2 separate regions of the Triticum aestivum genome follow, and region 1 is linked to region 2. Evidence: chromatin contacts called from public Hi-C data. All regions are on one chromosome and are shown on one strand. The core of a region is the stretch at or near the end of the contact, and the rest is flanking DNA. Distances in the headings are between cores, read along the strand shown. Region 1 holds the start of LOC123110640 (probable inactive purple acid phosphatase 1). Region 2 holds the start of LOC123110637 (diacylglycerol kinase 1).

What was found. A called contact is a pair of places that touch in the nucleus more often than the background predicts.
Region 1: a contact with region 2 is called in a Hi-C map of leaf, with 2.2 times the contacts expected there. The contact joins the promoter of LOC123110640 here to the promoter of LOC123110637 in region 2. A contact is called at or near these places in 2 of 5 Hi-C or Micro-C datasets (both in leaf).

The regions. Positions count from the first base shown.
Region 1 is chr5B:104,902,054-104,908,634 of IWGSC CS RefSeq v2.1, forward strand. It overlaps LOC123110640 (probable inactive purple acid phosphatase 1), which reads left to right and starts at 4,596. Exons shown (of 14, transcript XM_044531202.1): 1 at 4,596-4,872; 2 at 4,982-5,301; 3 at 5,378-5,546; 4 at 5,614-5,705; 5 at 5,838-5,904; 6 at 6,030-6,152; 7 at 6,265-6,357; 8 at 6,520-6,581. The coding sequence starts at 5,285. LOC123110641 (probable tRNA N6-adenosine threonylcarbamoyltransferase, mitochondrial) reads right to left here and starts at 4,759. Exons shown (of 14, transcript XM_044531204.1): 1 at 4,430-4,759; 2 at 3,338-3,382; 3 at 3,139-3,213; 4 at 2,964-3,060; 5 at 2,287-2,377; 6 at 1,390-1,439; 7 at 794-984; 8 at 610-695. The coding sequence starts at 4,759.
Region 2 is chr5B:104,750,008-104,756,974 of IWGSC CS RefSeq v2.1, forward strand. LOC123110637 (diacylglycerol kinase 1) reads left to right here and starts at 3,067. Exons shown (of 9, transcript XM_044531199.1): 1 at 3,067-3,201; 2 at 3,272-3,509; 3 at 4,312-5,444; 4 at 5,918-6,284; 5 at 6,374-6,450. The coding sequence starts at 3,082.

The sequences.
Region 1 (6,581 bases), core at 3,346-5,845, 150 kb after region 2:
GTATTCATCAAATTAAGGTGTCAAACTGTCACTGCTTGAAAGATGTAAGATGATTTCCATGAAAAATTGTCTATGCTGATTTAAGCATCAGTTGTATCACTCTTCCCACCAGTACTGTTCTTGTGATTTGGCTCACAAGAATGCTACCACATCTGTATGGCATTATTCACACGAAAAGGTTTCCTAATTCCAACAATATATAAACCTTGCTTAGCAAACATTTGCAACACAGATCATTGTACATTGTGCAATCTGTATGAATGTTCTCTAAAAAAAAATGAATTTTGCGTGTTTGAGATTAGGTTATTAAATGGATTGGCTCTCCAGCACAAGTTTCAGGTTACAACCCCTACTCCATGAAACAAACAAACAAACAATGAGAGTAAATAAGATTATATGTATACTACTGAGAGTTCCAAATGAAGTTGTGTTTGAAAACCTGAGGTGTAGCATCAAAAAGAATGAATTCGAAGGACAAATAAACAAGGAACAAACAGCATGACAAATGGCAAAACGCAAGGTTGTATTGAAGACACCCGCAGGTGTGTTCATCTTATGATGAAGATGATGAAACAAACAGTGCAACTAAAAGGAATGGCATATTCATACAGATTTCTGGATTCAATAGTCAATCGAACTTGAGTCTTCAGACCAGCATAAGAGAAATTGCAATCTTTGTGTTGTCGCATCGGAACCTGGAGGTATACAAAAAAGGCAAGTAACATGTCAAATTGAACTAAAAGATTAGTGGCAAGTAAACATAATTACTGTGGAATTACACCTGAAAACTTACTGTGAAATTAATAGAATTTGGATCACCTTCTAGGGCAAGCTCTTCAAGAGCAGGACCACCACCTTTCCGGATATCAAGACCCAGCCATCTTGCTGCCTTGTCATATGCCTCACCAATTGCATCATCTATAGTAGTCCCCAGTTGAACATACTCACCAAGGTTCTGAGCGAGAACAAGAAGATTGTGTCCTCCTGTACATATTAACTAGTTAGCGCAATGCCGTAAAAAAATCAGCAAACACAACTGTGACAGTGTCAGTATAAAAACTAGCATGTCTGCTAGATTAAGACATCTCTTACATGAACTTCGGCTGCTGTAGTTTTGCTTCAAATTATTTTGAATAAAAAATCTAAAAAGAAATAGTGGATGGAAACCTCAATTTGTAGGAGTGAAAATATTAATCACATTTCAATCATTGCAATAAGGCATAAAATAATAGCTGGCTTTGGACTCCGACAGGCAGGAAAAAAATGAATGCATATCTTCTATGGCATTATTGCTATCGTAATTTACAACTGTAAGCTCCTCTGGAATAAGAGAATTAAGCTAGATCATGGTATAGAATACTGAGACATGGTACTGTAATTAGCATATACCTGAAATTAGAAGAGCTAAAAATGGGTAATTAAGGTCCTTGTTCACCAGCCTGACAAGGATCAAACCACATTAAATACATAATTCAGTGAATGCAATATCATTAGAAGTATGGGAGGCACGTGTGCTGCTCTTTTTTTATGTTTATAGAGCAAGGCCTTCATTGCAAATATGAAATATGTTCACCATATTTGAAGTAGTTAAACTACGAATTTTCACATCAGAAGTTCACAACAAGGCATGCTGGAAACAGATATGACAGTGAGAAAGAGCTTGCCGACGTAAATACTTTCCTACTCAAAGACAAATTGTAGCTATAGATTTCAATTTAGTTCAATCTTTGGAGGTCGTATATCACTAAAAAATAGTTTGATTTTCAGTTTTCGCAGCTTGTGCTAGACCAGTTCAATGTCTTGATAAGTCCACAGCTATTTTAAGGGGAAAACATAATGTAGGACGTATGAGCAGTTTGTAAGCATAGCTCAGATGGCTAGGTTCCTTGTGGCGGAACCTGCCCACCCGGGTTCAAGTCCTAGACTTGACACAGGTGGTCGCAGTTTCCTGGTTTTATTCCAGGCTTTCCGGCAATATTCGTTCAGCGGTATGGCTAGGTGCTCATAGGAGTAGGCCGGTAGGGTGTGCGTGTGTGATTTCATAGGGGTGACTGTGCATGCGTGTATGTGCGCGTCTGCGTCCGTACTGTGTTTCTCAAGAAAAAAGTAATTCGCAAAAGCAAACCCACAAAAATAAACACTTTGTGGACCTGGTTTTTGAAATTACATGAAAACACCTTGTGTCCTCGAACCAAAAACAAATTCTATATAGCTGATTCGGTGTGATGTTGAACTCATCAAATAAATTGTGCGTCACTAAAGAGATGTCAGAAGTTAAATGATTACCTGGAAACTAATGCATGTGCCTCCATATGGTGAACTCCAACAATAGGCAAGCCAAATACTTTTGCTATTTTCCGAGCTTTGTGAACACCAACTGCAATTTGACAGGTCATTACACTCGCATACAAAAAAACAGAAAAAGGTGAACTTATTTACAAGCTTTAACAAAAGTCTTGCACTCCATAAACACTAGAACAAATAATAAAATGGTTTGTCTCCAGGTTCAAGAGTGTCCCAAAAAACCCAGAAGATACAGTGGTCTACTTATCATAGTTCAAAAAAAGAAAGAAAAAAAAGACCAATTCTGATTGAGTGGGTAAGTAAGCTGTATATGTAATATTGAAGAAGCCCATTTTTCGTCCCTCGGAATTGCTTTTAATAAACCAAAGTTAGGGGTTTTCCAGAATATTTATGAACGTTATGCATGTTTAAAAAAGTCAGCACTAAATTATCCAAAACAGTTCTTTAAGTGAATAGCAAGATTCTTTAGTCTGATTAACTTTAACTCACTTGGACCACTGTCACCATACCTAAAGCCTAACTGATAAAATTATCCGATGTGCAAGCTTACAAATTACATTAATTTTTTGCGTGGATAAAAGTTGAATTTGGTAACTGACGAACAGACATTTCCTTAAACATCAGTAATTCATCAAGATCAGAATAGAAAAAACAGGAACCTCTAAGGCATAGACTAAGTCCTGGTCCAATGGTCACGGCCACAGCAGAAAGATCACTCTCTGACACATTTGCATCATCGAGTGCTTTCTGAACAACCTGCAAGACAAGGACATAGAAGACAGTTAAAACAAACATAATAATAAAAGTCATCCATCTTCTTAAAGGAAGATGAACCTGATCGATTGCAAGCGCGTGAGCTTCTTCGGCCATCTTAGGAGCGACCCCGCCCCATTTCACAAGCAAATCTGACTTACAAACACACAACAGTACGATCAGCAACATGTAAAGGATACAACATTTGCCAAAAATTCCTGACAACAGAATTAGACATGAAACATCTGGAGAGAATGTGAACTGAAAAGCAAATCCTTACTTGGGAAGAAATCGCTTGGCTAAGGATCTCCCCGTCGCCTCTAACCTGCAACCAACCAAGCACCATAGAGACAGGCCGTAAGCATAAAATCTAGAAGGTTCGGCCACAAATAGAAGCGACTGGACAGAAATGGTGCAGCGAATGAGCCATGCATACCACAGCGGCGGCGGTGTCGTCACAGCTGGTCTCAATGCCGAGCATGAGGAGATCCCGGCGGGCGGGGATAGCTGCAGAGGCCATGGTAACGAGGGCGCGTGGAGTAGGAGAGGTTGATGGGGAGGAAGCTGAGGCGAGGAGGCTGCGGAAAAGTGGATGGTGATAGCGGAAGGGTTGTGATGGGGTTCGGAGGAGGAAGGCGGCGGTGCGTGAAACAGGCGGCAATAAGGTCGGGAGAAGGGTGGACGCCATTTTTCCAGGCGCTGTTCCGGCAGGTGACCCAGCAGCCTCAGCTGGGAACACAATCAAATGGATGAACCATGCTCACTGTCCATACACATAGCAAATATTCCTCACAATCCATACACATACAGAATAGAAGAATATATCATGCTCGCTGTCCAACAATCAAAGAATAGAACCAAACAACAGCAATGGGGTTCCTGTGTGCTTATTATACCTCTGATTTTTGAGGGAGAGAAAGGGGGCTGCTGTGCTTGTTATCTTGGCCGGCTTGGTGCTACCAGGAGATCGCTCGGTGCTAGCTGCAGAGAGGAAGAGAGGGTGGGGGTCAGAGCCCGGCAAAGAGAAGTACAGAGGAGAGCCCTACTCCACGCCCAGTGTCTAAAACTGAAATTCCCATCCAATGGCGACCCCCGGCCATAGCATAAGCCACCTGGCCTCCGCGCTGGAGTTCGCCGCGGTCTGCCTCATTCGCCATCCCGGACCCAACCCTCACCACACCGGCCTCCCGCACACTACCCATCCCTAACCGTCCACTGCCTCACTCCCCTCCCGCCCACCACCATCGCTCACCTCCCACCTCGACGCGCGCCACCGTCGCTCACCTATCGCGACCCGCCGGCCGCCGCTTTAGCGAGATAGAGAAAAGATTACAGAGGGGGAGAGAGAGAGGGGAGAGGGGCTGCACTGCACCTCGACGCGCGCCGCCGCTGCCGTCTCTGTCGGGGGTGAGGATTGGGTAGCTTTCTGTTCCTGTGGAGGGTGAGAAAAGAAAAAGAAAAACGTTTCGCACCTCGGGAGGTGACTGGCCCGGGCGAGCTTGGCCGTGGGCGGCCGAACAGCCGGCCGCCATCCTCCAGGCCGGCGTGTTCGCGTGCTCCGTCGGCGCCGCGCTCGCAGGCCAGGCCGAACAGCACGGTGTCGGGTCTGGAACATGAGCGGCGCGCCGGTGTACGCGCGAACGATGACCGTGGTGACTGTTGTCCTCCTCCGTCGCCCACCACCTGTTCGACCAAGGTCCATGCTATGCTATGGATTATGGATGCTTCTTGGCACATGTTCATGCGCTCCATGGCTGTCGAAGATCGTGAGAGTGCCACGTCCACGCCACGGTTCTTGCTCTCAAGGTTTGCCTGGTAATTTGATCAAGAAGCATTTATCTCTAATACAATTAATCTTTACAAGATGATCTTTTCCCTACGTCTGTCAAATTAATCTTCACCTGTACTGTACTGACATTGACAGCCCTCGCAAAGGAAAAAGGAAATGCTGACACTGACAGCGTCAGTCAACTATTATGGTCTTTCTTGACGCCATTTTTCAATCTCACTTTGTCTTCTTGGGAGCAACGAATGGTATCCTATGCCTACACGCCTACCTCAATGATTGGCTATATATTTGTGCATTCTTCCTCGGTTCTTCCAATCCTGCACACTCGGTCACTCAACTAAGTTGCACTACCCACGCATACGCTCGTATCATAATAAAGCTGCTGTCTCTTGTTGGTATACCTTCTCCTTCTTCTCCTTCTCCCGGCGATTGCCAGAAATGGTTCGAAATTACAGGTGGGTGTTGCAGTCTATATGCTTGCTCTTTTCTTCTTCTTCTTCTTGGATTGTTGTCTTAGTTGGGAATATTCAGGCTGCTCGACGAAATGAGGCTGTGGGTGGTCGTCATATGGCTGTTTGTTTGTGCGGCGGCTCTTCCTGGCGGCGAGCAGCCGCTGTCGAGGATCGCAGTTGAGAGAACAACCCTCGCCATCGATGACTCGGTGCATGTAAAGGCGTCCCCGTTGGTTCTTGGGCTCAAGGTTAGCATGCCCCACTTCTCACCACTCTTGTTCAACAGTTCCACAGTGATGTGATGCCATCCTGCAGGGCGAGAACAGCGAGTGGGTAGAGGTGGAGTTCTTCCATCCAAATCCCTCCGATGACGACTGGATTGGTGTGTTTTCTCCTGCCAATTTCAGGTAATAATATCAGTATATCTGCGTGGAGGCAAATCTATTGTAACATGATCTCAATCCACCTAGGCTTTCAGAGATGCACCTGAGATCTTACGCGTTATTTGATTTGTTGTTTCTTTTTTGAAAAAAAAATAGTGATGCGATATGCGAGCCTGAAAATGAGAGGCAGCAACCTCCAGTGCTATGCACAGCACCTATCAAGGTTGGCATTATTTTTCCTGTTCCATTTGGCTAATTGAGCTTCAGATATAGTTCTATGCCAGGATTCAGACTCTGGGATACTTCTGTTTCGAACATTAACCTTTTCCTTTCCTATCTTCATTGCAGTACCAATTTGCAAAGTTCAAGAATGATGGCTATAACAGGTCTGGGAAGGGAAACTTGAAGCTTCAGTTGATCAACCAGAGGGAAGACTTCTCTTTTGCACTATTTTCCGGTGGTCTGATGAAGGCAAGGCTATACTGTGTTACCTCAACTTCTCTGCATAATAACAACTCTGCTCTAACAAAAAAAATATACGTGTCATATTCCTGAGACTGAAAAATGTCCACTCCTGTAACAGCCCAAGCTGATTGCTGTCTCAAACATGGTCACCTTTGCAAACCCAAAGGCACCTGTCTACCCACGTTTGGCACAAGGGAAGTCTTGGGATGAAGTAAGCTTACCTATAAATTCACCATTGAGTGGACCGTTTTAAATTGTGTGTCTTTTTCACGAGAATATGCATCGTATTATTCATCTCAATTCAGCATTGAAACTAGCTATACAATAGTACTGTCTTCAGTTATCTAAGGTAACTGTACTAGTACTATTGTAGATGACAATCACCTGGACAAGTGGATACGATATAAAAGAAGCAGTTCCTTTTGTTGAATGGGG
Region 2 (6,967 bases), core at 1,817-4,316:
TTGCATGATCATGTAGTTGACATCGTATTTGTGACAAAGCCACCTTTATAATTCTTTCATACATGTCGCTCTTGATTCATTGCATATCCCGGTACACCGCCGGAGGCATTCACATAGAGTCATATTTTGTTCTAAGCATTGAGTTGTAATTCTTGAGTTGTAAATAAATAGAAGTGTGATGATCTCCATTATTAGAGCATTGTCCCAAGTGAGGAAAGGATGATGGAGACTATGATTCCCCCACAAGTCCGGATGAGACTCCGGACTTTATGAAAAATAAAAGAGGACAAAAAAGCCCAAATAAAAAAGAAGGCCAAAGAAGCCCACCAAAATAAAAAAAAAAGAGAAAAAAGAAAAAAAATGAGAGAAAAAGAAAGAAGGGACAATGTTACTATCCTTTTTCCACACTTGTGCTTCAAAGTAGCACCATGATCTTCATGATAGAGAGTCTCTTATGTTGTCACTTTCATATACTAGTGGGAATTTTTCATTATAGAACTTGGCTTGTATATTCCAATGACGGGCTTCCTCAAAATGCCCTAGGTCTTCGTGAGCAAGCAAGTTGGATGCGCACCCACTTAATTTCTTTTGATGAGCTTTCATACATTTATAGCTCTAGTGCATCCGGTGCATGGCAATCCCTACTCCTATTGACATTAATTGATGGGCATCTCCATAGCCCGTTGATTAGCCACGTCAATTGATGGACATCAATAGATCATTGTATTGAAGATCGAGAGAGAGAGAGAGAGAGAGAGAGAGAGAGAGAGAGCTACTACTATGGACCCGTAGGTCCTGAAAGAACTACACACATCATCATCATGGAGGCAGCAAGGTTGATGATGATGACCTCCCCAATGACCCCCCCCCTCCGGCAGTGCCAGAACAGGGCTTCGCATGGGATCGCTTTAGAACAAAGGCTTGCAACGGCGATAAAAATTGTTTCGGGTCTCGCTCCGAGGGTTTTGGAATAGATGTGTATTTATAGGCCAGGAATTAAGGCAAACGAAGCAGCAGGGGGCCCACAAGCCTGGGTGGCGCACCCTACCCCCAGGGCGCACCCCCTGGCTTGTGGCCCCCTCTTCTGGCCACCTCCCAAAACTTCCAGGGTCATTTATGTTCTAGAAAAAAACGTCAAAAAGTTTCTTTGTGTTTGGACCTTCGCATGTATGGATTTTCTGTGAAATAAATAATATACAGAAAATAGGAACTGACACTGGCACTAAATTAATAGGTTAGTCGAGAAAAATAATATAAAATGATATAGAAAGCATACAAAAGTGATAATGTAATAACATTTAAAAAAATATAGGTACATTAGAGACATATCAACATTCTCAATCTTAATTCTTGCTCGTCGTGAAGGAGGTCGTCACTGTCAAGGCCTTCGAGGGAGGCTGGTAATGCTGATGCTGGGCGTGTGGGTTGTAGCCGTGTAGCGAGGTCCTCTGCCAGATTCATGACGGTGGCGAACTTGTTGAACACCCTAGCGATAGCCTGCTCGAACCAGGGGACGAAGTTGGCGTCCAAGGCACATCTGGTCGTGCCAGCCGCCAGTACCATTCGTAGGCATTCCTCGGTGTCGAGCGGAGCGCGGCATCGTGGACCATCTTACACAGGCGCTCGACATTTGCAATTGCCTCCTCCATGTCTCTATCTCTTGATTGATTAGTTTCCAGGCTCAACTGATTACTCTTGCTAATAGCTTATCTCGTGAGGCCCGGAAGAGCGCGTAGCTTGATTAGGGCATACTAGTGGGGGTGGTATATATAGATGGATCGGGGGACCATGGCTTACTTGTGCCGAAATAACAGAGAAACGACTGAACAACGATGACACCAGACGCCAACGTGTCTCACAAACACATGCCAACCAATAGAGAGTCGTGGAACAACTACAAGCCGAGTCGGCTAGATCCCACGATGTACAAAATAGAACACACCTACCGGGCCGGCTAAGCGGCGTCGAAAAGTAGGACATGCGTTCGTAGATATGCTAGAAACGCTAGGCGGAAATATCAATCTGAATGAGGTCAGGGTGAGCATCGAGCTTACACCTGATAATGACTCCCGTGGATACTCGACCGTGTTGAAAGGTCGGGCAGACATACCAACACACAACATCCGGCTAGAGTCGGGTGACGTGCACTTAACTTCTGGGTCGGATGTGTTGAAACGTCGGGCAGACATCGCAGCACACACCATCCGGCTAAAGTCGAGTGACGTGCACTTAACTTCTGGGTCAGCCGTGTTGAAACGCCGGGCAGGCATCGTAGTACACACTATCTGGCTAGAGTCGAGTGACGTGGGGTTGTGCTCGACCCTAAATTCTCTAATAGTTTCACAAGAGCAACTTACTTTCCTGTATTTGCCTTGACAATGATCGTTGCCCATAGGTTTTTTTGATTATTGTTAGTTAGTTGGTATCTTCAAATAGCTCACTTAACTTTTATTTTATATTTCAAATAGTTTACTTAATTTCTGGCTTTCAGTCGGTCTCTCGGCGCCAATTCACTTACCTTCCAACATTCTGTTAGATATGTTGCGGATGACGTTGCTTATCCTTCTTGGTTAAAGTTTCAAAGTTCGCTTAAGGGCTATTGTCCCATGTCATCAAAGTGAAACCTATGAGCAATAATCACTGCGAAGGAAAATAGAGATGCATTATGAATGTAATCACTTCCAACGCTTCAAATAGTTAGTTTCACTTCAATTTTATTATGTTCAAATAGTTCACTTGACCTTCACGTTGCAGTTAGTCTCTGCGTCAAATGGCGCAACGGATCATTATAAGCCTCCTGAAAGAGGGAAGTACCACAACAATCGCACTATTTTCTTTATATAAACAAACCATGCTCTTAAACTGTTTTTTTTTCTGGACTAGAAAGTACAAACTGTGGGCCCGCTGGCCAGTGACCCCAACACTGCGCCCACCGACATCGCGCCTGGGGTGCGCGTAGCACGCACCAACAGCAGCGAAAGCCTTCGCTTACTCACGAAGCTTCTCGGCCAGGGCGCACCGCCCGCTGCAGGTGGGCCCAACAGACCGCCCATACCACACCGCTAAACTAATAATCAGCCAATGAATCACACTCCCGAGGGAAAGCTCGCCCCGAGATCACCCGATCCCCCCCGTCCGTCGCCCCGCCAACGGCGCAGATCGCGCGGGCGGACGTGGCCCGCGGCACCCGAACTCCACAAAGTGTCGTGATCAACTCACTAATACGCATTAAATATCCCTGTTAACCTTTTTCTGACCCGTATTATGACAGGCTCCGCGGCTTTTGGTCCCTTTCTGCAGCATCAAACCGGAGGGGAAAGGCAGGAGGAGCGGGAGGAGCAGCAGGCGGAGGAGATGTCGGAATCGGAATCGCGGGGGCGCGCCGACGCAATGTGAGCGAGGAGGAGGTGCTGGGGAAGAAGAAGAAGAGGAGGAGGAGGACGACGAAGCCGCGATCCCGGTCTCGCGCTCCCTTCCCCCGACGAGCCGCCCGTCCGCGGCCCCGCGAGGTATCTCTCCCTCCCTGTACGGGTTTTCCCCAATTAGCACGAGAAGGAAACATTTCGGGGGTTCATGGCGACGGGACGGTCGGGGGGCTTAGGGTTCCGGCGAGGGCTGCCTGAGGTGAGGTGGTGTCACTTGTTTCTAGGCCCGTCAGGGTTTGGTTGGTTGTTTCGTGTCTTGTTTCTAGGGCCGTCAGGGAGGGAGGATGAACTTCTAGGGTGTGGTGTGGGGTGCTGGTTCGTGCGTGGGGGATTGGGCGAGTTATCAGCAGTGGGCGGGCGGGATCCTAGGCCTACCTGTGTGCTGTGTGTCGTTTTGATCAAGGGTTCCTGGAACAGATTCTTCCGCGGAAATAGAACGCATTGTCAAGTACCAAATGTCACCATGGGTTTTATTTCAAAACATAGGCAATAGTTTTTGGCATTTCCACTTGGCTAGGAACACCAGGCGGTACTAAATATCGTGGTCCATACTCTCATTGTATCTCTTGCAGTATAGAGGAATGACACTGGCAGTAACAATAACAAGTAGTCATGGCCCACACATGATAATTGAGTGGTATATTTATTTGCTACTCCCTCTGTCCATAATATAAGACGATTTTTGACTACACACGGTGTTTGTGTCAAAAAAACGTCTTATATTATGGGACAGAGGGAGTAGATACCAACTTTTGCATAGGTATGGACTAGTTATCTTTGCACATCGCTAGAGGCCAGCCAGAAAACTTGTTGATAGCACCATACATACATCAGTTTCCATCGAAAATGTATTTATCCAATTAACTGCCATGCTACCACATTGCAGAAATGCACAGGATGGCGCTTCCTAGCTGGAGTGACATTTCGGCCTACCTGTCAGAGTATTGGTCTGTCGTAGCTGCCACTGTCATCTTTGCATTGGTAGGTGGCGTGACAATTTATTATACCATCAATCAGTTGAACAAAAATATCAGCTTGAGCTTGATGAAAGCTATCAGAGCAAGGGCAAAGAAGTACAAGAAACTGAAAGACAAGGTCCCTGCCGCTTCCCACATCTGGAGGAAAGAACCTGGCTCTCGCAGTAAAGGTCTGAAATGCTGTGTATGCTTGAAGTCTGTTTCACCGCCACAGTATTTGGGGGGGACTATCCATCAGTGTGATATTTGTGGTGCCACTGCACATCCTAGTTGCTCAGGGAATGCACACAAAGATTGCAAATGCGTTTCTATGGTTGGCCTTGACCATGTCATTCACCAGTGGGCTGTCCAGTGGATTGACACAGCTGATCGCTCTGAAGAAGACTCATTCTGTTGCTACTGTGATGAATCTTGCAGTGGAGCTTTTCTCGGAGGGTCTCCAATTTGGTACTGTATGTGGTGTCAACGGATAGTGCATGTTGATTGCCACAACAACTTAGCCAAGGAAACTGGTGATGTCTGTGACTTAGGCCCATTGAAACGGCTGATACTATCACCTCTGTGTGTCAAGGAGCTTCATAGGACAGGTGCAACAGGACTTTTCAGTTCTATCACAAGTGGGGCTAATGAATTGGCTTCCACTGTGCGGGAGACGATTAGGATTCGTAGCAAAAGGTACAAAAAGAACATTGGTTCTTCTCAGCCAGAGAGCCCTGGGACTGCTGAGCCACAATCTGATACTGACGGAGACTCAGAAGGATCAAACAACACTGCTAAGAGAGATGATCATGTCAATGGTAAACTTCATGAAGTGCATCAAAGCACTGAATCAGAAAAAGACAAACAGTTCATAGCGGATACTGCTACTAGCAGGCCAAATGGCCAACATGAGATGTCCCATGCCCAGAATAATCAAAAATATGAAATTGTGGACGTGCCTTCTGATTCTAGGCCATTGCTAGTTTTCATTAACAAGAGAAGTGGTGCCCAGAGTGGCGATTCACTGAGACAGCGCCTGCAGATCCTTCTTAATCCTTTACAGGTTGGTGTAGCAATTAGTTGTTGCCTTTAAGCTTTTACCAGCTTTAAATAATGTGTTCATCTTTCTTCATTTGCTCACATCAATGCTGCTTATTTGATTTATTTCTAGCATACTGTATATAAACTTTCATTCACATAACTTGTGTATAGTATCTCTGAAGGGCGTATGCTCTGTGCCATAGCATGGATAATCCTGTCCCAGCTTATTTTGTTCAAAACTTAATGCTATGTGTCACTTGCTATACTGTTATGATTTCTAGTGCATGATTGCAAATTCCTTACGTAGAATTCAATTAATGCTCCGTCTGGGAATTCTTAATCATTTCAATCTTATGGATTTGGCCCATTTATTTATACTCCCTCCGATCCATATTAAATGTCGCTGATTTAGTACAAGCGACAATTAATATGGATTGGTGGGAGTAATAAAACTAGAGTTCACATTTGGGGTGCTAAGTGCTAACTCTTTCGTAGGTATTTGAGTTGGGCAAGCATCAAGGACCAGAAGTTGGTTTATCTTTGTTTCGGAAGGTACCTCACTTCAAAATTCTTGTTTGTGGTGGTGATGGCACGGCTGGTTGGGTTTTGGATGCCATTGAGAAACAAAAGTTTGAAGCGCCACCTCCCGTAGCCATCCTTCCAGCTGGTACTGGCAACGATCTTGCGAGGGTTTTGTCTTGGGGTGGTGGTCTTGGTGTTGTTGAAAAACGGGGAGGTTTATTCTCAGTTTTGAAAGATGTCGAGCATGCGGCAGTTACTGTTCTGGACAGATGGAAGATCACTATAAAGGACAATCAAGGGAAGCTCATGTCTTCACCAAAATTTATGAACAACTACTTTGGTATGTTCATCCATCTTCTTCTCAAAATGCATCCCTGTATGGTTCTTGCATTATAGATACCTTAGTACTTAATATTGATACTTTTTCAGGGGTTGGTTGTGATGCAAAGGTTGCTCTAGATATCCACAACCTGAGGGAGGAAAACCCTGAACGGTTTTATAGCCAGGTAACCCTTGCTTGCTCCCCGCCCGCTTATGTGCACAACGGAAGGCATTTTCCCTTTAATTATAAGTAAACTTGTTGGTGTTCTTGCTTGGTTGCACAGTTGCGCAGAATCAGACATGTGGAAACGTTACACCATGATACATTTTCATTTTCCCCTTCCAAAAGTAACCGAATGGCTAGTTGTGGGGCAATGAAAGCAACATGTAATTTTTTCAGGTTCCCATTGTAAGGGTACTTATGGTATAGAAAACTACATCGATCGTCCATGGCGAACTTGCATGTTTTAGAGTGTTGAATTTCTTTGATCCTATAGGTTTTTATGCTTCTCTATAAATCACAAGAGTGCAAGACAAGCGATATTTGTCTATTTATCAAAACGTTTTCGATTTGTAAAAAATTAGTGTGTCCAGCTGCTAATGATAGCATACAAACTGTTAGTGTAATGTTCTAGCCTGAAAAGAAATAATTAATTTTGAAATGGCACTGATGATTTTGTTGAGCCAATGTGGCTTTGCTAC